Linked DNA regions of Mus musculus: regions 1, 2, 4, 5, 6 and 7 are each linked to region 3. A link is a contact called in public promoter capture Hi-C data. All regions are on one chromosome and are shown on one strand. Each heading gives the region's core, a stretch centred on a gene start, on an enhancer-like site or on the middle of the called end of the contact. The rest is flanking DNA. Distances are from core to core; before and after follow the strand shown. Region 1 holds the start of Esf1 (ESF1 nucleolar pre-rRNA processing protein homolog). Region 2 overlaps Macrod2 (mono-ADP ribosylhydrolase 2). Region 3 holds the start of Snrpb2 (U2 small nuclear ribonucleoprotein B). Region 4 holds the start of Crnkl1 (crooked neck pre-mRNA splicing factor 1). Region 5 holds the start of Tasp1 (taspase, threonine aspartase 1). Region 6 holds the start of Naa20 (N(alpha)-acetyltransferase 20, NatB catalytic subunit). Region 7 holds the start of Macrod2 (mono-ADP ribosylhydrolase 2).

Region 1 (3,978 bases), core at 1,410-3,909, 2.9 Mb after region 3:
AGAGAGCTCCCGAGAGAAAGCTTCAGTGAGACAGCTCTACTTTAGTGATCCAGGGGTAGGGTATATAAGGGCTCTTAGGTTTAGGGGTGGAAAGAGTCCACTGGTCATAACACAGTACCTCATTATCATATGGGAAGGGGGCAAGAGTGAGCCTTATGCTGAATCATACAGAGATTGCAGCAAGCTCTTTGCAGGGTTATCCTCCAAATAAGGTCAGACATCTGTATTCAGACACTAACAAACAAGGCTAGATAGAGAAATGGAAGCCCCTCTGAGAAAGGGAGTCTTCCACTTTGCACTGAGCTTAGAAAGCTATCCAGACATGGTGGGCTGCAAACCTTACTAGCAGGGTTCTCCAACAGGTCTCACCTATACTAACTGGAAAACAAATCTAGATAGACTTTTTTTTCCTTCACTCAAACTGCAGAAGATTCTATTGTTCATTTCAATAAAACCTAAACTTAAGTTTAATAAATCTTAAAATTTCACATGTAGTTAAATTTTTAATTCCATATTTTGAGCAATCTATCTAAATTTGGGCTACATGAAGTAGATCAGTCATTCAGGCTTGAAGAAAGCTACAAGTTTTACATTCATAATTTAAAAAAAGAAAAATAAAAGTTACCAATGAAGAAAACAGCATTTAAATACCTAATAAAAAAAAAAAGAAAAGAAAACAGCATTTGCTTTCCCGGACAAGAAAAAGAATAAGCAGGAGTGGCTGTGTATGCTTATAATCTCAACATTTAGAGGCAGAGGCAGGAGGAGTGCCTCCTGGGCTACATAGTGAGACCCTATCTCAAAAATCTAAAAAGAAAGATGTTTACAGTGAGTTAAATCTCTAATCCTGCCAATACATTTCTCATACTCAACTACTCCACGTAGCAAACTCACATCACTTAATTTCCAGTCTTCATTCAACATCAGATTTTGTTCTTAACCAGGACTGGAGAAGCAGGTCTATAGTCTCAGATACTTAAGAACCTAAGAAAGGTGGGCTGTCCAAGCCTAGTTCAAGGTATAGCTTAGGAGTTAGAGCAAGTTGTCTGTTTTGGGAAAAAGACAGAGAGACAGACTGGGAGAGGGGAGCATGGGAGAAAGGAGCAGGGAGAAGGAGAGACTGCATCTCACTGAAATAGCATCTCCTACCTGGCTATGTCATAAACACGGTCTGCAATCCGACTTCCAACCTGGAAAATTTCAAGAGTCAATGGGTTAAATACACCAAGCAGGCTTAACAGAAAAGTAACTTTTTTTCCTAAGATTCAACATATGTTTCAAAACAGAAGTGTTTCCTTCTATCCCATTTGCTATTGTCCCACAGCAACTTCCTTTACAAATACTTTATTTTTTTATTATGGAAATAATAAAATACCCTGAAAACAAACGGAAGCAAATTACTTTAGAAGCAAATTTAATGAAATCAAAATTAACGATCTCCTTGGTGTGGCAGTTTATGTCTATAGTCCTTCGATTCAGGAGTAAGCAGGATTACCACAAGTCTGAGGCCAGTCTGGAATACACGGTGACTATGAGTTCCAAACCAGGATATATTAAAAAGACCCTTGTCTCGGAAACTCAAACCCAACATCAACATCGGGAGGCTGAGGCAGGTGGATTTCTATGAATTCGAGGTCAGGCTGGTATATATTACATAATAAATTAAGACAGCCAATGCTTGCAAATTAGTAAACACCAAGTCTGGAAAAGTATAGACGACCATCTCCTAAACACAACATAAAAGAAATCGTATGGTAAGTACCACCCTTCCCCGGACTGGCGTCATCCGGGATGCAGTCAACTATCCACACCTTGTACTCAGTCTCTTACAAGCTTTTCTTGAACAGAATGGAAGGACTTATTGAAGGCCTCTACACGTCCTTTTGGCCTTAGGAGTTTTGCACTTTTCCTTTTCCTAGGAGACTCGTCCCATCTCTCATCTCGGCTCAACTAATCTCTCACTTTTCGCCATAACAGCCATTCTTGACCACCGCAGTCACCAATACCGCTATCTCACTTTTTCTTCACCTTCCTTTTGCTGCAATTACATTCCCTGTCTATGTGTCTCCTACTCACTCCTAAATGATCTTGCTTTTCCCTGGAACTCAAGCAGTGTTTGCAAAGCGAATGAATGATTGCCCCGCATGCTATCGGAGCCTCTCGTGCTTCCCGGAAAATCAGAAAGGCTCTAGAGAGTGAAGCTTCTCAAGGTCACACAGTCGGGTGGGTGGGTCCGCCCTACCCGGCTCCACGCCTCCCTCCGTCGCAGCCCCACAGTCTCACCTCCTCCTTCAGGTAGTCAAATTTCATGGGGTCGGGCTGCCGGGCGGCCCAATTCTTCTGCTTCCTCTTCAATTCCCTGTCGAAGATGTTTAGGGCTCTGGGCGAGGTGCTGCCCGAAGGAGGGACACCAGAAGCGACCTCCCTGCGACTGCCGCTCGATGCAGAGACCGCTGGCCGGCCAAGCAGTGGGCAGAGGCGCAAAAGAACGACCTTTCGCAGCATCTTCAGCCCGGGCGCCACAGCAGGGCATGGTTTCTATTAGGCGCATGCGCCAACGGGACTACGACTAGCGCAGTTCCAAGGCGGAAGGTTGAAGTAGTTTGGCCCAGCTCGCGTGCCGTTAAGACGGAGCGTCTCGCGGAGGATTGTGGGAGTGCGCTCCATGTGAACTCAGACTGGGATCTGAGAAGAGTGGTGGGAAACTGTGCGGTCGCCCGTCGGGCTCTCCTTGGGATTTGTGAGTAGCCCCTATAGTCCGGTCCCTTTCTGGCCTCATTGTTCTCTTCAGAGCTGCTTCTCGAGAGAGACAGAGAACGCAGCCGAGTAACTTGCCCCGAAAGTTTGTGAGGTGGGAAGATGGTTCGGGACGAGCTGACCTGGAGCTCCCAGGCCAGAGGGTGGGTGGACTTGAGGGAGACCGGGAAGCGTTTCAAGTGCTGTCCAGTTGCTTTCGCTCCTCTGAACATCCCATGTTCGCCGTGGGCTTCCATTTCCAACATTCACACGCACTGCAGTTGGTTGAGGTGGTAGCTGTGTCGTACAGCTGTTCCAGGTGTTGTAGTATCTCTCTCTCTCTCTCTCTCTCTATTAGAATGTAAAGGGTTCTGAAGTAAAGCAACACTGTAATTCCAGTATTGAGGCCGAGAGACAGAAGTGATTGCAGTTCAAGGCTAGGCTAGCCTGTTGTGATGGCGTACAGTCTGTCGCAGGAGTGAGGGGCGTAAATACTGTCTTGTTTGGTCAGTCAGCTTTTATTCATACAGAAACTTCTGACTTTTTTGCAAAGTTGAAATCTGGAGAAATCCAACCACCAGGGACGCTTTACAAAGGAACATTAGGCATACAAACTTCTGTGAGCGTTTTTGTGTGTTTATAGCCTATCTAGGCCTTAGTCACTTTGAGAATAAAATGTTATAAAAAAGCGACATTTGGGACTGGATAGATTGCTCAGTGGTTAAGTGCACTGGCTGCTGGTCTTCAGTGGACCTAGGTTAAATTTCCAGCATCCACTTGATGGCTGACTATTGTCCAGTCAGTAAAACCAGTTCCAGGGGCTCAGAAGACCTCTTCAGGCGTCCATGGGCAGGAGGCACAGAAGTGATATGCAGACACACATGAATACTTAACACCCATACACATGGAAAAATTTATTAAGAAGAACGTGACAATTGTTAACTGTAGTTTGAGACTAATTTGGGTCTTGATAGAAACTAGGATTTATAGAAATAACACTAAGGTAAATCTGATTTGATTTTTTTTTAAATGCCCCTCATTAGTTAAGAGACAGCTTTGTAAAACCAAAAGCTTATGCAATTATGAAGTAAACATTAACAAAGAGAATGAAACAAGACTATGAAAACCCAATTAGACCAGCTGAGATTTCAGAATCTTTTGTTTTTGTCTTCCTGTGTCTGTTGCATCTGTAGATGATTACATCAGCCCACATACCCATGCACGTGTGTGCTCATATGTTTG
Region 2 (3,780 bases), core at 1,077-3,576, 2.2 Mb after region 3:
CTGGTCTACTGTTCGTGGATATTTCCAGTTCTTGTATTCTGTCAATCAATTATTCTACTAGAGTTCTTTCATGTGGTTTCTCTTTGTTTATATTGACACGGCTTGTACTTTTGAACATATATCACCCCGGTCAGATTTTGTGTCTAGGCAGTGGCATGGTCTGCCAACATAGACACACTGGGGTTTTCTACCCATTCTAGGTACATTTCTCAGGACTTAATGAAGACCTCTCAGGTCACCTTGAGTGCTGAGCATCAGTGTCTGTTGAGCACTCAGCCCTCAAAGGAGCCTCTATATCACTCCTTCAGAGCTCAGGGAATAGTACAGAAGAGGTGCATAAAGAACCTAATGGACAGAGGAAGGGGAGAAGTGCTACAAAATGCTGTCTCCTGGACAGGACATAACTATTGTACTCATGAACTCAAGTAGCTGTGGCTACCTGCAGAAGACCTGCACAAAATGGGGCCTGTCAATATTCCGCCATAGTTGCGGGTAATTTTGAGGCCTACTTGTCCCTGAGAAACTATTGACCGCTAATGGTTACTGGGAGAGGGTGACTGTACACTGATGTACTCACTGTTAAAGTGCCCTGTTCTAGGAAATAACACTCAACCTACACTTATGTCAACAACCCTAAGTAAACTCAGAGTATTTCTAAAACAACAAGATAAATGAAAGACGTGAAAACAGAAGGGGGTTGGGGGGAAGGAAGGAAGGAAGGTTTCTTTTGAATGAGGAGTAAAAAGGGTAATGGAGGCAAAAGGACAAAAGTACACTCTACAAATGTGTGGAACAGTCAGAGAAGACTTGGGAAATGGTAAGGCAGAGGCTAAGTGGGTAAATGTACCAGAATGCGTTCCTGAGCTTAGACCTCCATACGCCCAGGCACAGAGACCTGTGTCCAGCACAGACAGCCAGGTCCATGGAGCTCATTAGCCAGCTGGTCATAGAGAATCAGTGAAAACCAATGAAAAACCATGTCCAAATAAATAAATAAAGGTTGAAAGCAATGGAGGAAAGACACACAAAGCTAGTCTCTGGCTCCCACGCACGCATGTACATGCACACACACCCATATGAACTAATAATTCCACCACATGTAATATAGACACACACCCTAACAATTCAAAATTTGGAAAAACAAAAGGGGGGAAGAGAAGAAATTTCAAAGCAACTTGCATGGGGAGTAGAACATATATACTGATCATAAAGGAACATTAAAGGAGAGAGATAACTTAAGCTCCACAATATATAAACATTCCATTATGATGCTTTATTTTAATAATACTTACAGAGAAACAATTTAGGTATTACTGAATCCAAAAAAATAAAAAAACTCTAGTCTTTGATGTGTTTTTAAAGTAGTCTCGCCTTTTTTATTTTGGCAACAATGATTTATCTATAATTTTACTCTTCCTGGGAATTTCATGTTGAAGGAGGTATGTGGAGGCTGGGCACATGTCAGTAAAATACTTTCTGAGAACAAAGTGAGGCTCACCAGCACTCACATAAAAGCCTGCCTGCAATCTAAGCTCTAGAGGCAGGCAGACAGAGAGATGCCACAAGCCAGTTGGCTAGCAAGACTAGCCAAATTGAGCAACATTTTCAGCAAGGGACCTTATACAACAGAAATGCACATATCACAGACAAGGAAGACATCAAACTTTTACTGTTCACATACATGTGTACACACATGTATGTGAACCTGCACACATGCATGCACAACCAAAGGTGCATGCATACCCCACACACATGCAAACATACACATCAGTAAACTTTCACATGTGCACTATACATGCAAAAGAAAAGCGGCTCCCTGCTAAAACAAGCCCCACCTCCAATTAAGACATCAACTTAATTCTTTTTTTCAACAGAGTATCAGAGTATCAAGTATTTGGACAAGTTAGCAATTATATTTCCTTCACTTCATTCATGAATTTAAGGTTAAGGAAATTTTGAGAGAGATTAAAGATGAAAAATATAAGAGTGCTGTAGGGTTTTTTATTATTAATGTAACTGTTTAATTACTATATACAGTGTTTAAACTCCACCAATTAGGACCTGTTTAAACTTTTGCCATGTGTCTTTAAGGTTCGCTGTCAAAACAGGCATTTGCTGAGAGAACTCCCAGCTTCATATGTAACTGGAAATTCTCTAAGAGAGCTTAAAATGAACAGAGAAGGGGGAATACCCTCGCAAAGGAGTGAGGCTTCTCATTCATGCCCAGTGATGAAAAGCTCGCAGTCAACAAATAGGAGACCTCACAAGGACTCCACACAGCCTTCATCACAGCCTCACTCACCAGCCTCAGACCCACTTCAAAACCTTCAACTAAAAGAAATCCAGTGTGGGAAGTCTGCCAACCCTCTCTCTTGCCAAGTTGGCAAAGCCCTGAAGGCTTGAATGGGCTTCTCGATGTATAAGATAAAAGCAGGCATTTGAAGCCAGTGAAGGCTTCCTGGGCACATTCAGACCTTAGGTGAAATTCCATCATCTGCTTTCATTTGTGTGTGATGTTATGTATGCAGATGGCACAACTTAGGCCTCCAGTTGCAGGCATAGTTTTGCTAGGAAACCAGAATAGAAAAAAAAAAAAAAAATGAATCTTAAACACGAATTAGGAAAGGCGTTTCCCCTTCAAAGTTGCCCTTTTCCAGCTTTGATCTTTGCCTCTAACAACTATATAAACTAAGACAGGAGAGGACAAACTTGATTTCAGACAAGATTTTTCTCTGGAGTAGAATGTGGATGTGCTTGTAAAAAGGTAAGGAGCAGACCTCAGTGACAGCAAGAAACATGGATTCTGAGCTGAGCTGAGCTGCGTTCTTGCTTCTAAGCAGCAAAGCCTAATCCATACATCTCCGTTTCCAAATGAGCAATTCAGAGTTTTCTTTAATGACTTTACCCCTCCCCCACCCTCTGCACTTTCTTCCCTAACCAGGATTTCTTTCACTGTGCAGTGTAATGTGGTCCCATGCTTCCTACATAGATGCTCAGATTCTTCTCATCTCCCACTTTTATGTCCCCAATAACACCCCCACATGAGTCTTCTCATTCCCTGATGGTGGGAACTCCCCTACTCTTGGAAACTCAAGCTCTCTCCCTTCAGATGGCAGTCATGTAAACTGAAGAGCAAAAAACTACTTACTTGCTAGAAATTTCTTAAAATTACTCTCAAAGATCTCATTACATGTAATTTTTCTATACATATATTCTATTTATGAAAAAGAAAAATATTTCCTGTTCAGTCTAGCTAATGGTATAGAAGATGGGCCTTCACAGATATGCTTGCACTGTGTGTTCTTGAGTCTAATGATGAATTTATATACTGAACCAGAGAAATATTTCAGATTATCTATGATGAAAGCCACATTTAGAGTACAAAAATTTTAAAGACCATAAATATTTTTTTCAGACAATGGGTAGTCATTTTCTAAAAAGAATATGCATACTCATTTTATCAAATTTGTTTTGAACAGTCCTCTTCAGTCCTGTCAGTCCTCATCTCTGTCACCATCACAACACAATTCCTGGATAACCAAATGCCACCTGCTCAAAGAAAACCTAGTCCACTAATCATTAAACTCTGAAATTCTCCTGTTCTGCATCACCAAAATGATCCAAAGAATTTTTGAGCAACCATGTATGTAGCTTGAATTATCTTCATACAAATAAAAGACGGGTTCCTCACTCTGCATCTCTGGACTTCTCTGGACCTGGTCACACATAGCTGCTCACTGCCAGCCACGTGTTCGTCAACCTTTCCTGGCTTTCTCTTAC
Region 3 (3,544 bases), core at 262-2,761:
GTCTGATATCCATGTTTGGGTAGAACCCTTCCAATAGCCTAAAAGAAATAATAAATAATCAGTTATTAGCAAAGAGGGTTAAATCACGCAGGTGTACAGCATGACACAACTCTTAATCACCCCGCCCTACCTCCCACAGCCATCTCTTTTAGTCAAATGGAAAACAGCTCTCAAGATCAAACCTTGGAAGGACAATACCAAGGTTCTACAAATTGGTAGAATCTGTCAATACATAGGCAGATTTAAAAACATATTATTCAAGGTTATATACTTCTTTTATCCCCACTTAAATGATACTGTCCTTTCATCTACATAATGACATAACTTTCGAAAGTATATTTATTAATTCTTTGAGAATGTCATGTGTTTTGATCATATTCACCAGAAAATGGTTTTTCAGTAAAATGATTTGAACATTTTGTGAAAGATCAGTAAACACGCACCTAGTTTTAAAAAGTCATTGTAATAGAACAATACAAATTAAGACAGTTCATAGATGCACTCATGAATGTATTGATTTAAACGATTAGTGTGTGTGTGTGTGTTTGTTTACCTGTGCCATCGTGTATGTTGAGGTCAGAGAACGACCTCTCAGGGGCTTTCACTTCTGTCTCTTTCCCACTATGTGAGTCTCAAGAGTGGTCAAGGTTGACAGTTCAGAGCTCAGATTCTTGTATCAATAAGATACGGATTTAAGTTCTGTTTACGATTTTACAACCTACTTCGATGGGGGGCAAGTTCCTTAATGTCTCAAGTCCCCAGCTACAAATTATGGCTACTAACAGCACCTATAAAATGGAGCCTATAAAATTATGAGACAGATATGTATCAGTCTGCACCAGTTAGCATCTACAGTTACTATTTATTATCGATAGCTATCACTCGTTAAAGGACACAAGTGTCTTAACGTCACACAACAAGCTGCTCTGAACAACTTATAGGAAGGGCCTGTACTATGTAGGCAACGGATAATAGGTAACGTTTCTCACAGGCTTGCCTCTCTACATGGGAACCTGGAGAAGGGCTGGGACTCAAGAGAGGGACAAGAGCACAGGCTCTGGCATTAGCTCCTTTGGGCTGAAATAGTGCAAGGGCACCAGAAACCCAAAGGCTGCCGGGGAGAAGAGGCCGAGAGTGCACAGTGAACTGCACACCCTGCTCCTCCAAGCAAGTCACGGGCCATTCTCTCCCCCTGGGCTAATTCCTATGTGTCCGCTTGAGCCTCTTTACACACCGGCCAATCCACCCAACACCAGGGTCCTCTGACATTAAAAACCCAACCATCCTGCAGAGAACAGGCTGTGACGCCGGGCCTCATTCCGCCAGCCCTGGGGTCGCCGTCCCTTCCTCCTATACGTCCGCGGACCGAGGACCACGCAACCGACGACACCTTCGCCCTCGCCGGCTCAGTTACCGCGGACGGGGCGGATCCCGCCAAACCCTGAGACCAGCCACAGCGAAAAAGAACCCGAGAGACTCACCTGAAGCCGGCGCGGTCCGCTTGAAACTAATACCGGAAGAGCTTCCCCGCGCCGGAAGAGGGCGGCCAAACTCCTCAATCGAACTCAGAGAAGTCGAAGAGTCGAGCACCGATTCAATCGAGCCCTCCTCGCCCCGGCCGGCCAAGGCGGAATCTTTCTGCGCACGCGCATTCCTGTGGGCTAGGAAGTTTGTGGAAAGGGGGAGAACTGGAAGGGATCAAATTAGGACCCGGGGGCCAAGCTGTGGAGGCAGAGGAGGGAAGGGTAGGGGGTCGTTTCCCTTACTGCGACTTTGAAGCTTCCCAACTATAGGATGTGATACAATTTTACAGGAGCCTGTCTCCAGCCACAAGTTAGTCAAGCCTTTCTATGGGTCCTGGTCAACTTGACTTAACACCATTGTCAATCTCTAGTTGTCAATCTCCAGGAGTCTGAAAGAACACACCAGCCAGCACTCTATAGATTACGTCTTAGATGCAGCCCAGTCTTCGACCCCTGAACAAAGAGAATTTTAGTCGTTGATGGTACTCTCACCAGGCTTCAGGAGCGAGCAAACTAAAGAGCCTAAACTCACTTAGACACAGTTAACTCCCGCCCACTCCCCCACCCTCTCCTTTCCTCACAAAATGCTTGGATTTTTCTAGGCTAAAAATTGGGGTAAGGACCAAATTGGTTGATTTTACCAGCCTGAGGTTTCTAATTTTTGAAAGTCACATGAAGTTGCAGGATGGAAATAGTGTTTTGAGAGTAGTAATTTTATATGCTTTTTTCACTGAAGTGATTAGGAGAATGGCTTATACTCGATAAATATGATTCAGACGATTGAATGAAGTTCCGTGAAAATTAGGTCATAATAAAACAAGTGTGATATCCAGTGAAAATCCTGTAAATGTAGGAAATAATGTTAAACAACCACAGAAAAAGTGTTCTTTAATTACATAGATATGGAAACCAGTTTGGCTTTTATAAAAACAATATCGAGTATGTTCTTAGCAAAAGGGCATCAAGTAAATACGAAACACTTTCTAAGCAACAGAAGGTCTGAGCAGTTGATTAACTGTGCTTGGTGGTAATGAGAGCATTGGAATAAGCTATAACCTGCCTGTGTTATATACATTCATCTGGCCGAGAGAGAGTTCGTAGCTATTTTCAAAAAGCAAATTGATAAACATGCAAGGACACTCCACTTGGGAAAAAAATAAAGAGATTTAAAGAAATGCCATACCTATTCTATCAAAGCTTGAGTCTCAGCTACTATACCTTTTGCACAGCAAAGAAGAAATTGTCCGATGACAACTCAGTGTCAGTGGCTTCTATGCTCTTTTCCAGGTTCACTTATAAAGAATGAACACATTTTTATATCCATGAGTAATCCCTGCAAGCTTTTTTTTTTTCTTCTTGTCTGTATAGTCCTGGCTGTCCTGGAACTCACTTTGTAGACCAGGCTGGCCTCGAACTCAGAAATCCACCTGCCTCTGCCTCCCAAATGCTGGGATTAAAGACATGTACCACCACCACACCCGGCTCTCCCACTGCAAGCTTTCTTGAATGGGTCTTCATCGGTTTCTTGAATGACTGGGAAACTAAGACTTGAAATAGGATTTGGTAAGGAATGAAGGGGAAGAGGCTTTCCAGGTTGTTGCAGGATATTTGATCACACCGTGAACCCGGGGATTGTGTTGTTTATTGAGAGAAGCTATTTCTGCTTTGGTGTGACTCGGTTTTAGCACACACCTTTAATATCTCTGGCTGGAATACAGACTTGCCCTGAGTACACACCTTTAATCCCAAACAGTGAAGGTAATGTTAGTTGGTAGAAGGAGTCACCCGTTTGAAAATGGTGTGATGTCTGATTGAGTGGCAGACAAAGTTATGAATCAGGAGAAGATTTGACAGAATAGGATGTGGCCAACTTTCATAAGAGAGGAAAGAGAAGCTATTTAAGAGGGCAGTGCAGAAAGAGGGAGAGAGAGAGAGAGGGAGAGAGAGAGAGAGAGAGAGAGAGAGAGAGAGAGAGAGAGAGAGAGAGAGAGAGAAGAAGAAGGAGGAGGAGGAGGAGGAGG
Region 4 (3,687 bases), core at 716-3,215, 2.9 Mb before region 3:
GGTAGATCTCTGGGAGTTCCAGGCCAGCCAGGGCTACACAGTAAGACCTTGTACCAGAAAACAAACAACACCAAAACAAACAAACAAACAAACAAACAAACAAATCATCGTCATCACCACCTGTAACAAAAAACTCATAAGGATTTAATTAAGTCACTAATAAATGACGAGCGTAAATGCACGTTACTAAATGAGAGACAGTAATCTGAAGAGGTATATGACTCCAACCATCTACAAAGAACTACAGAGACATTAAAAAAAAATAGATCAATCGATCCCTGCTACCTCAGTCCAGTGTCCGCACTCTCTCAGCCCCCAAGGCTCTCACTATCAGAGAGGAGGCAGTGTGTGCGCTCAAGAGGCAGTGGACGACTACAGAAAACATCTGGACACAGCAGCGCAGCACAAAACCTGTGCAAACTCAAGCCAGACCAAATCCCCTTATGGAGAGATGGGCACACAATACCACACCTGGCAGTGGAGAAATTGGTCATTTTTTAGCTGCTGGAAAGCATGAGTTTTCTCTAAGAGTATAACATTCTGGTAAGTTGACCAAGCTCCAGTAGACCACATATCCAAGAATATCTGGGCAATACGAATTAGTCTTCAAAGGTTAAAAAACAAAAAGACACACAGTTGGGTGAATAGGGAGTGGGGTAGATCTGGGGAAAGCTGGAGGAATGGCTATGATTAAGACGCAAAACTTTCAAAGAAGGAATTAAAAAACAAACAAACAAAATGCTTGATAAAAAGGAGTATTGATGGACAAAGGCTCGAGGGGGAGGATGAACAGGAGGTACCCTGAGGATGTTGACAGTTCCAGGCCAGCCTGGTCTACAGAGTGAGTTCCCGGACAACCAGGGAATCAGGACTACACCGAGAAACCCTGTCTCCAAAACAAAACAAAAAATCTTGCCGTTGTCCTAAATCTCAAGACTGTTACAAAAGTAAACTCTAACAGTTTCTTGTAACTGACACGGGGTGGGGATGGATCGTAGAAAGTCCTTTGAGGGTGGGGAAAGAGTAGGAAAAGCTCACCTTCCCAATTTTGCTGTCAATTCCAAAATTTTTATTTTAAAAAATTATCTTAACTATATGCTAAATCACTGTTTTTAATGTACTTCAGATATTATACGTACTAACATCTAGCGAGTATTTTACAGAGACAGATTTTTTTCTTTAATCTTAAGGAAATAGATACTTTTATCCTTTTATAGCTAAGGATATTAAGGATAAGAGAATTGAGATAATACAAATTTACATGCCGGGCGTGGTGGCGCACGCCTTTAATCCCAGCACTTGGGAGGCAGAGGCAGGCGGATTTCTGAGTTCGAGGCCAGCCTGGTCTACAGAGTGAGTTCCAGGACAGCCAGGGCTATACAGAGAAACCCTGTCTCGGAAAATAAAAAAAAAAAAAAAAAAAAAAAAATTTACAGACTAAAAATTTGATCAGTTTCTGTAGGTGCTTTGCTACTGACTAATTTCCACCTTTCTCTAACATCTTGTTTCAAAAATACCTCTTCTGATTTTTTTTTTAAAAAAATCCACATTTCAAGATTATTAACTTGGTCCAATCGCGGGGAAGCCTAAGGCGAGGGGGCGGGAACTCGAAAGACTACAAATCCCAGAATGCACCGCTGCCCAGGCTGCTTGCAGGGTTTCCTCGGTGCTTTTCCCTTCTCCCCGGAGTTTCTACACCTGAAATGGATTTCTACGCCCCTCAAAGGTGCCACGGCCTACAGCTGCACGCATCCCGGAGATAGACCTGGATGAGCCCTCGCCGCCAGAGCCCTATATCCCTGCGGCGCAGCCCGCCCTACCCACCTCACCCGCAGCTCCAGCAAGCCGCAAGTCTCCACAGAGGACGCGCACACAGTTGCTAAGGAAACGACGCGGCGTTTCCCCTGACTGGTGAGGCGGTCAAAGGTCGTCTTCGCAAGTTCCGGTTCCGGTTCCGGTATCTAGTTTGTTGTGGCTGACTCTGTTGTGCCGGCCGGTTCGAAGTGCTTTTCTCAAGTCCGGTTGTCGGCCAGGATCGCTCGAGTTCCACGGCTGCAGTCATGGCAGCCTCCACGGCGGCCGGGAAACAGCGCATTCCTAAAGTGGCCAAGGTAGGCGACCGGGAGGAGCCCCCGAACAGCATCTGCGGTGTCGGGCACCAGAGATTCGAGACAGCGATCTCTGTGCCGCGGTCCAAGAAGACAGGTGGTCGGTGAGGTGGCGCAGGGTCTTGTCACTCCGAGCTCGTCTCGCGTCTGCCCAGCCTTCCTTCCAGGGTTGCAAAGCATCGGTTCGGTTCGGTAAACTGTTTGCTTTGCTAGTCTCTGGGGATCCCCTACTTTTACTCCGGGCAAGAGTGCTCCACTAAAACTGGAGAGAGAGCGAAATGGCAACCCAGATAGATGTATCCAAGTAGTGTAGATATGCCATGGGCAAGAGCCAGAAGGGTGCCTGTAAACTTGAGGGTAAACTTTGTGAAGGAAGTTAACACTTAGGCTGCATCAAAGTTAGGCAGTGAAGAGAATGGCAGAGGATAGGCTCTGGGCAATGGCATAAAATTTAGGTTAGATAGTAAATTGTTATATTTCCAACTGTGGTTGATACTTCATCAATACTTAATAAGTGTCAAATCTTGCACTTAGCCATCACATACAGTCATTCTCTGGAAGTCTGATTTGGCCATTTTGTCTTGAGACAAGTTCTTATTTCCACATGTAATTATTGTAAAAGTCTGATGTGGTAGCTTCCCCCCTACCCCCGCTCCCAAACCCCTATCCTGAGTCATAAAAGCCAGGGAATGCATGCTGACTAAGTTTTTGACAGCTTGACACAAGATAAAGTTATCTAGGAGGAGGCATCTGGACTAAGAAAATTCGTCCCTAAGCTTGCTTGCTGGCAAGTGTGTGAGGCATTTTCTTGATTACCAATTGATGTGGACGCCCCCCCCCCCCCCGCCTACTTGGGCAGTGCCACACCTGGGCAGGGGCTCTGGTGTAGTCTGTGAGAGCAGACTGAGCACAGCTGGTATGCCTCCAGCTTCCTGCCGTGTCTTCCATTCATGAAGACTGTGGTCCAGTTGTGTAAGCCAATCAGTCAGCTCTTTCCTCTGCAGGTTGCTTTTGTTGGTGATGTTCGATCACAGCAGTAAAAAGGCCAATTAGAACTTAGGGTCCATCTGCACTTGAACACATTTGACTTTTAAGCTCCTGTGTTGGAACTATAGCTTCAGGTGCTCTAAAAGCTTACAGGCTAATGATGGAGACTTAGTAAAAACAAGTTTCAGTTGGCCTAAAATGTCATGGAAAACCAGCTTGTCCACTAGAAGGATTAAAATATGTAGAGGAGTTCTCTAAGCAGGTTATAAAGAGGAAGGAGTGTGATTTTTTTTTCCCCCTGCCCCTCATGGAGAATTGAAGATGTTATTCAAAGATGGCATCTTGGGCACATTCTTAGGAGGGCTTTTTCTTTCGAGACAGGGTTTCTCTGTGTAGCCCTGGCTGTCCTGGAACTCACTCTGTAGACCAGCCTGGCCTTGAACTCAGAAATCCACCTGGTTCTGCCTCCCAAGTGCTGGGATTAAAGGTGTGTGCCACCACCCTGCCATTCTTAGGAAGTTTATGTCCTGGAAAATATACAAGGGTTTTAAAATCTCGTGTGGAGAGCACTACCCAAAATAGGAATGTCTCT
Region 5 (4,004 bases), core at 937-3,436, 3.0 Mb after region 3:
TTAAGAGCACTGACTGCTCTTCCAGAGGTCCTGAGTTCAATTCCCAGCAACCACTTGGTGGCTCACAACCATCTGTAATGGGATCTGATGCCCTCTTCTAGTATGTCTGAAGACAGCAACAGTGTATTCATATACATTAAATGAAAAAAAATCTGGCCGGGCGTGGTGGCGCATGCCTTTAATCCCAGCACTTGGGAGGCAGAGGCAGGCGGATTTCTTAGTTCGAGGCCAGCCTGGTCTGCAGAGTGAGTTCCAGGACAGCCAGGGCTACACAGAGAAACCCTGTCTCGAAAAACAAAAACAAAACAAAAAACAAAATCTGAAAAAAAGTTCTAAAGAATTTTTTTCCTTACTGTTCTCTACATTCCCTTTCAAATCTTATGTGCTGCTTACACAGATAAATTTCATAACTGTCTCTTAATTTTTACCCATAAAAGAAAATTATTAAGAAGATATCTTAAACAATATAAGAATTATTAATTATGTGTTTGGGATTACCAGCAGATGAATTTTTTTTTCAATTCACATATTTTAATCTAGGGATGACAGGATAAAAATCACTAAACTCCTCATCCTCAAACTGCCTTCTTGCACTTCGTTCTTGATCATCTAAAAGCCCCGTTATTGGTTGCTCTCCTCTTCTGGGGCGTCGGGCTTATCACCCTTCCTGCTCCACCGCTAAGATTAAACCAAGAAATTCCACAATCCAGTAATGCTTTAGGTGCGTTACATTTACCCAAAGGGCTTGTTAAAAGACCAGCCTTTAGGGAGGCAGAGAGATAAGCGGATATGAGTTTGAGGCCAGCCTGGTCTACAAAGTGAGTTCCAGGACCACTAGGGCTATACAGAGAAACACTGTCTCGGAAAAAACAAAACAAAACAAAACAACAAACATTCATTTAGGTGGATTCTAAGAATTTGCATTTTTAAGTAAGAGTTTAGGTAATTCTAAACTGCTGGTCTGAGACCTCACATAGGATACATGTGAAAATACATGCTGAAACATCTCATCTAAAAATCCAAAACCTCAGCTGCTCCCACACTGTGCACAAAACTATTTAAAAATGCGTTACAAAATTACCTTTAGTCTCTGTGTATAAGGTCTGCATGAAATACAGCTGAGTATTTTTGCAACTGGAGTCTCATCCACTGCTTTGGTTTGGGACCAGGGACAAGGGACTGAGGCGCATATTTTACATACCAAAGCACACCTGAACTTCAGTTTCACTCAGCATCCCTCAGTCCCTTCTTGGCGAACCCTGCCCCAACCCTGAACTTTCCAGTCCAGCGGCCGAGCTGCCCTTCCCCCAGAGGCTCTTCCCTCTATAATCAAGATATTTTGGTCTCCCTTGTTTTCCTTCTCTTCTCTCACCTCCAATGCTCCCCTGGCCTCAATCCTTGGGGCCAGTGAACTCCCCTGAAAGCAACTTCCCAATATTCTGCCTTTAATATAATCTTAATTGGTTTGAATTGGCTCATTTCACCGTTGGAGAAATAACCTATCACCCAGGACGTTTTATTATGTATAAGCAAGTATTTCAAAATTTGAAGAAAAGAAAATTCCCAAATACTTCTCAAGTATCTCAGACGACTGATACCTAACCTGCAGTGTTCTATTCCTTCTAATCTCTGCTCCCCACAAACAGGCTGTCAAACCATTCTTGATACTAGTTACAAGGATTGCTACTGGCTCTTGGTCTTTGATCTTGGACAGTTAAAGACTAACTACCTTTTCTGACTCCCACTTAAACAAAACCTAGGTTGAATCCTGCTTTTCCATAGGGGTCAAGGCTACATGGATGAGGGAAGGGTTCTTCTGCAACGCCCTCATCAATGATGGCTACTATTTTCATAACGTGCAACCCGCTCGTCAGTCAACTTCGTGGGTAACAGGTAGACACATCCTCAAAGCTAATTACCGAGCACAATGAAAGCAAGGTGGGCAACGGCGATTGTATAGCTATGACAACAAACAAACCCCCAATAGGCCAATAAATACATATTTTAAAAAACCCTCAGATATCAGAAGCCAGAAATAACCGCGGAGTGTCTCAGCTCAAACGCTTAAAGAGAGAGACGCTATAGCCTAGGCGATTAGGACTCAGGCTCGCGGGGCGTCTGCTTCCGGCCACGTGTGCACGTCGACCAATGGAAAGGCTTTACGCCACTCCCGCTTCCTCACCCTGGCAACGGGCGAACGACTACTTCCTGTGTGTGAGTGCTCTGCGCTGACGCGGGTGAGTGTCCCTCGTTCTGACGCTGTCCGCGTCGCCGCTGCCTAGCCTCGGTCTCCGTATGGTCCGGCAGGCCCGCGTGGCGTCCTCACGCCACCGCTCGGGACGGCTCTCACGGCGCCACCTGTCCGGCCCGGCGCAGGGCCCCACGGATTCCCCGGCCCGGAGTTGTGGTCACGCGTGGGGGCCGCCAGTTCCCTTGGCTGCGGAGTTCTCGGAGCTCTTCGCGCGCTGTGCAGTCCCAGGCTACAGGGAACTCACGTGTCCCAGGTCCACAGCGGGCCCGGGATGTGTCACAGACAGATGTCGCGGTGGGGTCAGAGCTTCCCTGAGTCTGTTAGAGCCCGGGTTAGCGTCCCGAGGGACATGTAGCATCCAGTCAGTGTAGAGGTGGCTAGGACTGAGTCAGTGAAGATGCTGGAGAGGCGGGCGAGTAGCTGTAAACTGGAGGTGTTTTGAAGTAGAAGGCATAGGGATTCCTCCGAGTTCAACTTAATTATACCGAGGAGAGGAAGGGAAGGTTTATTGGGGGCCATTGAACCAAGACCTTTCTTTGAATAACAAGCTAAGGGAGTTTATCTTACGCACTCAGGCGTTTGGTTATTAGAAGCAGTGGCCGTGGTTATTAGAAAATGCTTGGGAATTGCAGAACAAGAGATTAACATAGTTGCCGCCACTAAGGATTTTGTGCTTTATAATTTCTTAGGTGTTGTAGATGTCACCGACAAGTGTATGTGTATAATATGGTTAAAACTAGAAATTGCAGTTTTGTATATGTTGCATTCATTGCACGGATAGATTGGTTTTGCCTTTTTTTGGGGGAGGGGAGAGGGTTATTTTAGTTTATGTGTGTGACTGCTTGCATCATAATGTCTGCACCGCGAGCATGGGCATATCCGTGCAGGCCAGTAGAGGGCATCTGGGGGAATCAAGGATGGATGTAAGCCAGCGAGTGGTGCTAGGAACTTACTCAGGTCCGCTAGAAGCAAGTGCTCTTTATTGCCGAGCTGTCTTTCCAACCCTGGTTATTTTATTTTTTTTCTTATTGAGGTGTAATCAACACAGTACCAAAATCCTCTTAAATTGTAAGCTTCTCTCTCCCCCTCTCTCATTTTAAGGATTCAAAAGTTGTATGTATGTCGTTGCTGTCTAGTTCCAGACCAATTTTTATCACCTTCCCCAGATATCTTGTGCCCAGTACAGTTACTTACCCTTCTCCAGTTTCCCCCAACTTCTGATCCATGGTTTAGTATGTATCTTTCTGTTTTGTACGGTTTAAGTAAATAGAAGTATGTAACAGGTGTCCTTTTGTGTCTAGCTTCTTTCAGTGAGCATAATGTTTTCAAGATTTGTCCATAGCTATGTAATAATGCCTCATTCCTTTGTGTTTATGTTACCCCCCCCCCCATTGATTCTGGGGATGGACCCGCACACATGCTGGGTGAGCATCCTACCACTGATGGATGTACCTCCCCCGTTCCTTTTTATGGATATGCAGTTGGATTGTTTGGTCCTTCGGGTTATTTTGGAATAATTCTGTACACATCATATTTGTAACTTTTTGTGTGGATATTTGATTTTAGTTTTATATTTGATCTTTTTGTTTTTTTGGTTATGTATATAGAAGTGGAACTTCTGGGTGGTTATGTTTGGAGAACTCAACAGACACTTTCCAGAATGATCACAGCACATTGAATCCTGCAGATAAGAAAGGTCTTCATCTCCAGACACCTGTTTTGATTATATGCGTCTTATAGTGGTACTAGGGAA
Region 6 (3,872 bases), core at 416-2,915, 2.8 Mb before region 3:
TCTATTGATTTACAGTACATGGAAGTGCTTGGGCTATTTGCATACCACTCCATTGCAATAAGGGGGTTGCACATCACTGAATCTTGGTGTATCATAGAATCAATCTCCTGTGGATACCAAAGGATCTCAGACTTGTGATCCTCCAACCTCAGCCTGAGTGCCAGGATCAACCTTTTTCATTTATTGAATGGGTATGGGTTTTATATGTCTGTGTGTTACATGCATACCTGGTGCTTACTCAAGCCAGGAAAGGCCAGCAGCTTCTTGGAACTAGTATTACAATCAAGTGTGAGCCTCCATGTGGAGTGAACCCCTGTCCTCTGGAAGAGCACCCAGTACTTTTAACAACTGAACCATCTCCAGCTCCATGGGACCAATTTTTTAACAACCACCAGGGCCAGTCTCCACCTACTCCACGTCAGGGTTCTGTGTGTGCAATCCCTTCCCTCACCCAGAAACTGAGGACATCAGCACATGACAGAATTTGTGAAGATTTAAGGGCCTATTATTACATGAGCGCCTGCCACAAGTACTAAAATGCACAGAGGATTCAACACAAGCGGGACCTAACCGAAATCTCACAAGATCGGATCTGAACCAATTAAACACGATAATTAAACCTGGCTTCACCTGAAGCAAAGGCCTACCCTGCTTCACACTCCATTTTCCTGCAGCCTTCTCCAGAGTTTCCTCCTTGCCAAATTTCCTTCATCAAGGTTCATCCCCTCTTTGAAATGTCCATCATCCCAGAGTTTCTTCCCTTCTGTTACCTAAACCTTCCGGTCCATACTTCTTACTACGTTATATCAAGCAAATAACCGAGGTCATGTGTCTACAGGAGTTCGCGGTGAAATGCTGAGCTTTTTAAATGGTCATAATTTGGATTCCAAACTAAATTTTTTTTTCTTTTTAAAAAGCGAGAAGGGGAGAACGGCAAATCACGGGTTTTTAAATTTTGGACTGAAAAGAAACCACACAGCACCGGGGAGTCTTCAGTACATTGGATCCCCAACCAAAAAAAAAAAAATGTAGTCTAGCTGGGTGTGGTGGGGCATGCCTTTAATCCCAGCACTAGTAAGACAGGAAGACATATCTGTGAGGTTTAGGCCAGCCTCGTCTACAGAGAGTTCCTGGAGCCCAGGGATACGAAATGAACCCTGTCTTTTTTTTTTTTTTTTTTTTTTTTTTAAGAGAAAAAGAAAAAAACCCAAGGCAGTCTACTTTGGGCGCTCCGCTACTGTAACTACCAAGCACAAACCACAACTTGCTGAGAGGGCCCGGAGCATCGCAAGGTTACTTCACTGGGATACAATTTAACCAGGACCGCGCTCCTTCCCCGCCCTCCCTCCGCAGTGAGGCCGCCTCAGGGAGCGGGCGCGGGGTGTCCAGCCCGGCTCCGCATCATCCCGGGCGCACCGGGAGCGCCGCGCCTCGGCCAAGGTCACCGGTCAGCGCGCCCGCGCAGCGTCCACCCGGCCCACGGCCCCGCGAGGCTGACCCCGTCCCGCGCCGCGAAGACAGAGGCCGGCCGTGCCTCACTCACATGTTGTTGAAGCGGAACAGGTCGTCGCAGGTGAAGGCCCGGAGCGTGGTCATTGCGCCGCCGCCAGCCTCCAACCCGCTCGGCGCGACCCCGCGCCCGCACTACCGGAAGTACTCGCGCCCGCGGCCGCCATGGGGTGGGACAAAGAACTACTTCCGGACCAGAGGTTGCTGGGCAACAAGAGTAGCGTCGTAGCTCTCTCTGGCGGCTGAAATCAGCAATTGCCTTAATGATCCGCGCCCCGCAGACCCTTTCCAAAAAGTAGGCAGAGTAGTAACAAGGAGAAAGAAGCTGGAGTCAGAGAGCCAAATCGTAAAAGCAAGCTTCAAAACTACAAAGATGCTTCACAGGGTGAGTTAGGAAGTGATCCCTAAAAGGATGGCTCAGGGCCTCTTCTCTCAACCACTGTCATGAACCAGGGATGTGACCTTAAATTTTCTAGCACATTAAAATTATTTAGAAGAAAGGAAGGAAAGAAGGAAGGAAAGGAGGGAGAGAGGGAGGGAGAGAAAGAGAGAGAGAGGAAGAAAAAGAAAGGAAGGAAGGAAGAACAGAAAGAAAGAAAGAAAGAAAGAAAGAGAGAGAGAGAGAGAGAGAGAGAAAGAGAAAGAAAGAAAGAAAGAAAGAAAGAAAGAAAGAAAGAAAGATTATCTGTATAAAAAATGTGAATATCTTATCTTATTTTGGCAATAAGACTTTGAAATCTGGTCCATATATTTGCAGTTTATTTTAATCCGAGAGAAAAATGATCAGAACTATTTGTTTTCGATGCTGATTTTAATAAATGTGTGATTAAAGAGCAGATCAAGCCAGGAATAGTGCCTTACACCTGTAATCCCAGTAGTAAGGAGACAGAGACAAGAGGCTGTTAGTGAGCCTCGAAAACCCTGGTCTATATAGTGAGTTCCAGGCCAGTCAAGGACACATAGTGTGACCGTCTCAAATACATGCATACAAGATGATAGAGCTATCAAAGTAATCCAAACATGTTTCCAAATAACCAAATGAAACATTATCTCATGTCTAAGTTGAAAGTTAACCATTAGGAATTACATTCTTTCATCTGGCCTGCTACATTTTAAGCACCAGCCCAGCGTCTCCACGGCATAGACCCAGTGACTGAGGAGACTATGTACTGTCGGGCTGTGAAGCTGCCTTCCCCTCTTCTCCTTACCAGCAGTTGGGGTGGTCCTGGAGAACATGCTGCTGAGCTCAAACCAATCCAACTCAGCGAGATGCCTACATTACAGCAGACTCACATCCCCAACTCCTTTGGGACTCAGTTGCTCCGCAGGTGTCTTGGGAATTCCTTGGCCAAACCTGAGGGCCAGGTGTGGTGGAGAAGAAAGCAAATGGTTGAAAGAGCAGGTAGTCCCAGTGGCTCCTCGCCAAGCTTTGTCTCTAAGCCTGATGAAGTAAATTATACAATGAATAATTGTAAACATGGGTATGACAGGCCCGAAAGTATATATATAACTGCTACTATGGTAGAAAGGTGGAGTTTGACACCATGAGTTCAGCTTCTACCCTCTATTCACTTACTTTGGCAAAATATGCCATGAAATGAACAGTAAAATATATTTTTGAGGGAAGTTGAGGTTATGATGCTTATACAAATGGAAAAAATGGACAAAGTCAGAAAGAGTCTGAACTAACCAGTAAGAGAGATATGGTAGTCTACTCAAGGAAAATTTTAAATGCATGTGGTTAAAACAAAGACAAAATTGAGAGGGGGGGACATGTGGGGGAATATGAATTTGATGGGTGTATATATGCTCATATTTCATTGTATGTGTGTATGAAATTCTCAAGAATAAAAATGTTTTAAGCCAGTGAATGTAAGTAAATTTGCTTTTTTTCATGAATAAGTGTATCATTATACAAAGAAAACTATAAGTAAAATACACACAGCATATTCAAACATGATCCCAGGACTTAGAAAGATGAAGGAGAATCTTGTCTTCCAGACCAGCCTGTGCTACATAGCAAGACCCTGTGTCAAACATCAATAAAAAACAGAGTAAATAAATGGCCAAGGTGCTCAGGACCGCTGGTCAGCATCCACAGGGCAGTGTCCTCTTACTTCTCCACTGGACAGCACATGGGACACTCGTATTCTTATGGGTCAAGAATCTTTCATCAATATCCATTTTCTGCATCTCACAGATTTGTACAAAGAAGTGGAAGATAATAAAAATGAAACTCAGAAGAGTTTACTACTTGGGGTATCCAGTATTGCTTTTTGTTTTAATTGGCCATGTCAAAATATTTTGCAACTTTTTTTTTTCTGACATGATCCAGTGTTGATTTGAACTAGCTGGTTGTGAAG
Region 7 (4,011 bases), core at 211-2,710, 2.7 Mb after region 3:
TCCCTCCTCGATACTTTTTTTTCATAAAGCAGGCACTACTTAGAGAATTGTTTCTAATTCTCACTTTTAAGTCCATTGTTTGGTCAAAAGGTTCACAAAGGACAGAGACTTGCAACAAAAATGTTTAACAAGCTATCAGCAAGAAAATCAACTTTCAACTGAGTTACCCCCTTTAGCCCCGTTCCGTAAGAAGACAGTCCTGAGGAAATGGTACACCCTTGCTCCATCTTTTATATGCAAATTTGGTGCAAGTTGGTAGTAGCAATGCAAATAGTTTTTCTGAAATTGGGGTCGGAGGTTGAGGTAAGAAAACAGGTTAAAAGAGAAGAAAGAAAAAGATGAAGAAAAATATGCCAGAGAATCAAGCATTACATCACAATATGACCTATGAAACTGAGATGAGACAGACAGGAGGAGAAAAAGAACTTATCGCACAGTTCTATTTCTTAAAGGAATCCGTGCCGCTGTCAATCTAACGGATTTGGATAAGCCTCGATGTGCACAAAACTCAGGGATGGAAGGGTTCATTCACAGAGTGCTCGCTGTCTTACTCCGTGCGACTTCACACTATGAATGAGGATGCAACAGAGAACCACATTGCCGAGGAAAGCCCATTCAGACTTCTCCGAGGGCACTTATTCTCTCCGACAAGATGCTCCTTTTGGGTTCCAAATTTCAAAAGTCACACTGCAGCTGAGCATAGCGGGGACCCCAGCCACTTTGGGATGTCAGGAGGACAGAGGCTGGGACCGGAGGAAGGCAGGTGCGGGTGCAGATGCTCCCCAGGCTCAGCAACTGCAGCCAGAGCGACACCGGCCGGCCGGCACCGGTCCGCGGGACACCCGGCGGGAGGTACAAAGTGCCAGCTGGGGTCCTGACCAACTTGTACCCTAGCCCGGGGGCGCGCGCCTGCCGGGAGGCGAGCACGCGGGGTAGGAGGTGACCCGGCGCCCGGAGGGGTGTGCGCCCACAAGTGCGCGAGCCGCAGGTGCCCGGGCGGCGCGTGGCCGGTGGCGTGCGCGCGCGTGGACGCGGCCGCGGGCAGGAGCGGCACCGGCCGAGAGAGAGAGGGCGCGAGGAGGCTGCGGGCGGAGGGCGTCGCGCCGCCCCGCCGGGCCCCCGCCCCCACCCACCCGCCGCCCGTCCCCGGGGTCGCGGGGCCGGTTACCTTTCTCCTCTCTCCACACCTTTTTCTTCTTGTTGCTGGGGTACATGCTGCCGTGGGGGTGGCTGGCTTTAAGCTGCAAGTTCCCCAGGCTCACGGGCAAACAGGGTGTGTGGAGTGTGGGGGGTGGATGGAGGGGACACTCGGGAGGGAAAAGTGCAAAGGCTCTGCGTCCCGCGCCGCTAGCCGCTGGCCCGTCGCCGCCCTCCTCCCTCGACCCGCCCGCTCTGCCAGGCGGCCGCCGCCACAGCAGCACCTCAGAGCCTGTCAACTAGGTCACGCCTCGCGCTAACCTAACACCCGCGCAGGCCCCGCCTCCCGGCAGCCAGGCAGCGCCGCCGCCCATTGGCTGCTCCGCCCGCCGCTCTCCCGGCTCTAGCCAAGGCGCGCCCCTACTTCAGCCTCAGGGCGCAGGCGCAGGCGCAGGCTTGGGCTCGACGCCGAGGACGTTGGGGAGCTGGAAGGGGCGGGGCCAGAGCTCGAGGAGCGGGGAGGCTGCTTCACGACGGAGGCGGGGCGTGCAGCCACCGCCTGCGGGGAGCGGGAGGAGCAGGGCCTGAGGGCGTGGCCTGCCAGCAGGTGTGCCTGATGACCCAGACCCCGCTGACAATGATGAGAGTCTAGGGGACTGTAGAATGAAGAAGAGGTCACCCGTCCTAGAAGTTGTAACCGCCTCGTCTGAACAGGTTTTACCTGACGCTTTCCTCTCGGTGGACAAATAGAACCAAAAGAAAAGATCCAGACCGTGTGCAACCCGCTGCTCAATCGTGGGTTAGAGATTTAGTTAGAATTCTGTGAAGTTTCAAAAGCTTCACAGTACACAGGGCCAACTCGAGAGTTTTAAGATCTGGTGACCAAAATGTATGAGAACCAAGTCCCACATCAAAGTAAATCCAACTAGTGCCTGGTTGTCTTTTATTCCTGATTGACTTCAAAACAACTTCTCATCCAAAGATCTAGCTCCATCCTAGGTAGTTCTCTCATGATTCAGGAAATCCAATTGCCAGAGAATCTACCTCAAGAGCAGTGACCTAGAACATAGAACTTTTGCACCCTCTTCTTTGCACCCCAAACTTATCTCTCCACGAAGCTGGCTTAGTGGATTTGGGAAACTCACATCTATTCATCAATTTAGGATCAATATAGTTATATGCATTGGCAAATAACTTTAGGGAACACGGTTTGTTCGTTTGTTTGTTTTTTAGAGTGGGTCTTTTGTAGCTCAGGCTTGCCACAATTTAGGGATTCTCGTGCCTCAACCTTAAACTGCCTTCCACCAAAGAGAAGTAAAACGCATTAAAATAATAATAATAATAATAATAATAATGACAATGACAATGACAAAGAAAAGGGAAAAGAGAGACCAAGCTGAGAATTGTAAAGAATGGAAGAATGTTTGAGTAATGAGACTTAAAAATGAATTCACAACATCATAAAACAGTAATATTTATTTTGACATTTTTCTTTGGGATTTTTCTTTAAATGCTATCAAATACATAAAACATTATTTTTGTTGGGAGAAAAAAGCTTCAAGAAGGAAGCCTTTGAAATCACACTGATAATGAAATAAGAAGGGCTTTGACTCATGTAGAATCCAGATAAAATGGCAATGGGGTAGACTTTGGGAGGAAAGATGACGAAGTTCTCATGGATGGTCAAGGCAGTGTTAACATTAACCAAGAGGTGTGGTTTGACACATGGAGGATGTCCCTCAAAGGACCAAGCATCCAAAGCTTTCTTCCTGAATGTGCCACAATTCCAAGGTGGTGAGACCTTTAAGAAGTAGGTCCTAGGGATGTCACTGAGGCCTGTTTCCAAAGAGAATTATGAGAGTCTTGTTTGTGCTTCTCTGCTTTCTAGCTTGACATGTAACATTCCATCCATGATGTGGCACCATCACCAGAGACTCATACTAATGGGGCCACCTAGTCTTGGACTTGAGCCTCCAGGACCATATGGCAAAATGGGGGTACCTTTATTTCCTAAGTAGCCTGCCTTGGGTATTTCATGATGTCATTATGAGCCAGATCAGCATCTAAAGATCATATTTCATTCAGGAAAAATTTGACTTATTTAAAAGTCCTCAACGTTAGGTGTCTGCCAGAGAGTGCTTCCTACCAGGTAGCTCTTCCTCAGGGAGGCTGCACACCAGCCTAGGGTCCTTCCACCATGTCCTTCCACCATGCTGCACTGTTAACATCTCATGTCAGCTCAAAGGCTTTTATTGTGTTGAGCCAATGATATTTACGAAGTAATGGTTTAAGTACTTAGTGGTAATTATTATAATAATAAAAAGTATCATTCCAAAAAGGTTAAACTGTCTCTCAAACATTCCGGAAATGTTCAGCTCTCAAAACAGTTCATGATTCTTCCCCTCCATTTGATCTCCTTGGAGTGCTCCTGTCTGGATACCTTTGTTGCACGCTCAGGTAAGCAGTGTGAAAAGCCAAGCGCCACCCAGGTCCTTCTCGTGCCTTCGTGTTCATATCGAATCTGCTCAATTTTACCTTGTGGATTAGTCTGCAATGCTCTAGTTTCCAACAGAAATGCTGTCTGGATCACCCTGAGCCACTAGAGAAACTTCCTCACCAGCCTCGCTGTTCACTTCTGACCTCTACCCAGTCTCTTCACCACCACATCTCTCACTGTCTTGTCAGAGAAGACCATGCCATCCCATTGGTGGAAATTAAGGACTTTTATTGCTCTTTGCTAAGGACTGAATTGTGTTCCACCCACCTCAATATTTCTGGGTTTGTAGTCCTTCGATGCAATGCAGTTATATCTGGAAAGAATATTGTTAAGAGGCAGGGTCATAGTCTGATAGGACATAACCTTTTTAATGGGAG

What was found. Promoter capture Hi-C pulls out the DNA fragments that hold promoters and counts their contacts.
Region 1: a promoter capture Hi-C map of liver shows a contact between it and region 3, with 7 times the contacts expected there. The contact joins the promoter of Esf1 here to the promoter of Snrpb2 in region 3. A contact is called at or near these places in 12 of 39 promoter capture datasets (the 3T3-L1 cell line, the C10 cell line, the HPC-7 cell line and 7 more), 2 of 484 Hi-C or Micro-C datasets (CD8 T cells and liver), 5 of 115 datasets of contacts at active chromatin or transcription factors (astrocytes, embryonic forebrain, embryonic stem cells and 2 more) and 3 of 9 other capture datasets (adipose tissue, embryonic stem cells and liver).
Region 2: a promoter capture Hi-C map of hippocampal neurons shows a contact between it and region 3, with 5 times the contacts expected there. The contact joins the enhancer-like site here to the promoter of Snrpb2 in region 3. A contact is called at or near these places in 4 of 39 promoter capture datasets (the 3T3-L1 cell line, frontonasal cranial neural crest, hippocampal neurons and 1 more).
Region 4: a contact with region 3 is called in a promoter capture Hi-C map of pre-B cells, with 5 times the contacts expected there. The contact joins the promoter of Crnkl1 here to the promoter of Snrpb2 in region 3. A contact is called at or near these places in 3 of 39 promoter capture datasets (liver and pre-B cells), 2 of 484 Hi-C or Micro-C datasets (CD4 T cells and pre-B cells) and 1 of 9 other capture datasets (adipose tissue).
Region 5: a promoter capture Hi-C map of pre-B cells shows a contact between it and region 3, with 6 times the contacts expected there. The contact joins the promoter of Tasp1 here to the promoter of Snrpb2 in region 3. A contact is called at or near these places in 6 of 39 promoter capture datasets (the 3T3-L1 cell line, cranial neural crest, hippocampal neurons and 2 more) and 1 of 115 datasets of contacts at active chromatin or transcription factors (astrocytes).
Region 6: a contact with region 3 is called in a promoter capture Hi-C map of pre-B cells, with 4 times the contacts expected there. The contact joins the promoter of Naa20 here to the promoter of Snrpb2 in region 3. A contact is called at or near these places in 1 of 39 promoter capture datasets (pre-B cells), 1 of 484 Hi-C or Micro-C datasets (B cells) and 1 of 9 other capture datasets (adipose tissue).
Region 7: a promoter capture Hi-C map of hematopoietic stem and progenitor cells shows a contact between it and region 3, with 5 times the contacts expected there. The contact joins the promoter of Macrod2 here to the promoter of Snrpb2 in region 3. A contact is called at or near these places in 11 of 39 promoter capture datasets (the 3T3-L1 cell line, 3T3-L1-derived adipocytes, cranial neural crest and 6 more) and 1 of 9 other capture datasets (liver).

Annotation. Positions count from the first base shown.
Region 1 is chr2:140,169,239-140,173,216 of GRCm38.p6, reverse strand. Esf1 (ESF1 nucleolar pre-rRNA processing protein homolog) reads left to right here and starts at 2,659. Exons shown (of 14, transcript NM_001081090.1): 1 at 2,659-2,740. Ndufaf5 (NADH:ubiquinone oxidoreductase complex assembly factor 5) reads right to left here and starts at 2,571. Exons shown (of 11, transcript NM_027093.4): 1 at 2,284-2,571; 2 at 1,150-1,190. The coding sequence starts at 2,505.
Region 2 is chr2:140,838,662-140,842,441 of GRCm38.p6, reverse strand. All of the region lies in intron 4 of Macrod2 (mono-ADP ribosylhydrolase 2), which reads right to left. Among named protein-coding and RNA genes, the nearest start is that of Flrt3, 170 kb to the right of the region's middle. Within about 2 kb of position 2,326, at least 25 of the 459 cell types and tissues checked have an H3K27ac peak or open chromatin away from gene starts, as enhancers often do. A contact at or near this core is called in hippocampal neurons, where this site is marked.
Region 3 is chr2:143,061,036-143,064,579 of GRCm38.p6, reverse strand. Snrpb2 (U2 small nuclear ribonucleoprotein B) reads right to left here and starts at 1,511. Exons shown (of 7, transcript NM_021335.3): 1 at 1,482-1,511; 2 at 1-38. The coding sequence starts at 13.
Region 4 is chr2:145,932,978-145,936,664 of GRCm38.p6, reverse strand. Crnkl1 (crooked neck pre-mRNA splicing factor 1) reads left to right here and starts at 1,965. Exons shown (of 14, transcript NM_025820.3): 1 at 1,965-2,111. The coding sequence starts at 2,061. It overlaps Cfap61 (cilia and flagella associated protein 61), which reads right to left and starts at 1,881. Exons shown (of 27, transcript NM_001369121.1): 1 at 1,825-1,881.
Region 5 is chr2:140,064,987-140,068,990 of GRCm38.p6, reverse strand. It overlaps Tasp1 (taspase, threonine aspartase 1), which reads left to right and starts at 2,186. Exons shown (of 14, transcript NM_001159640.2): 1 at 2,186-2,237.
Region 6 is chr2:145,901,034-145,904,905 of GRCm38.p6, reverse strand. Naa20 (N(alpha)-acetyltransferase 20, NatB catalytic subunit) reads right to left here and starts at 1,665. Exons shown (of 6, transcript NM_001141965.1): 1 at 1,544-1,665. The coding sequence starts at 1,596.
Region 7 is chr2:140,392,879-140,396,889 of GRCm38.p6, reverse strand. Macrod2 (mono-ADP ribosylhydrolase 2) reads right to left here and starts at 1,460. Exons shown (of 19, transcript NM_001013802.3): 1 at 1,169-1,460. The coding sequence starts at 1,214.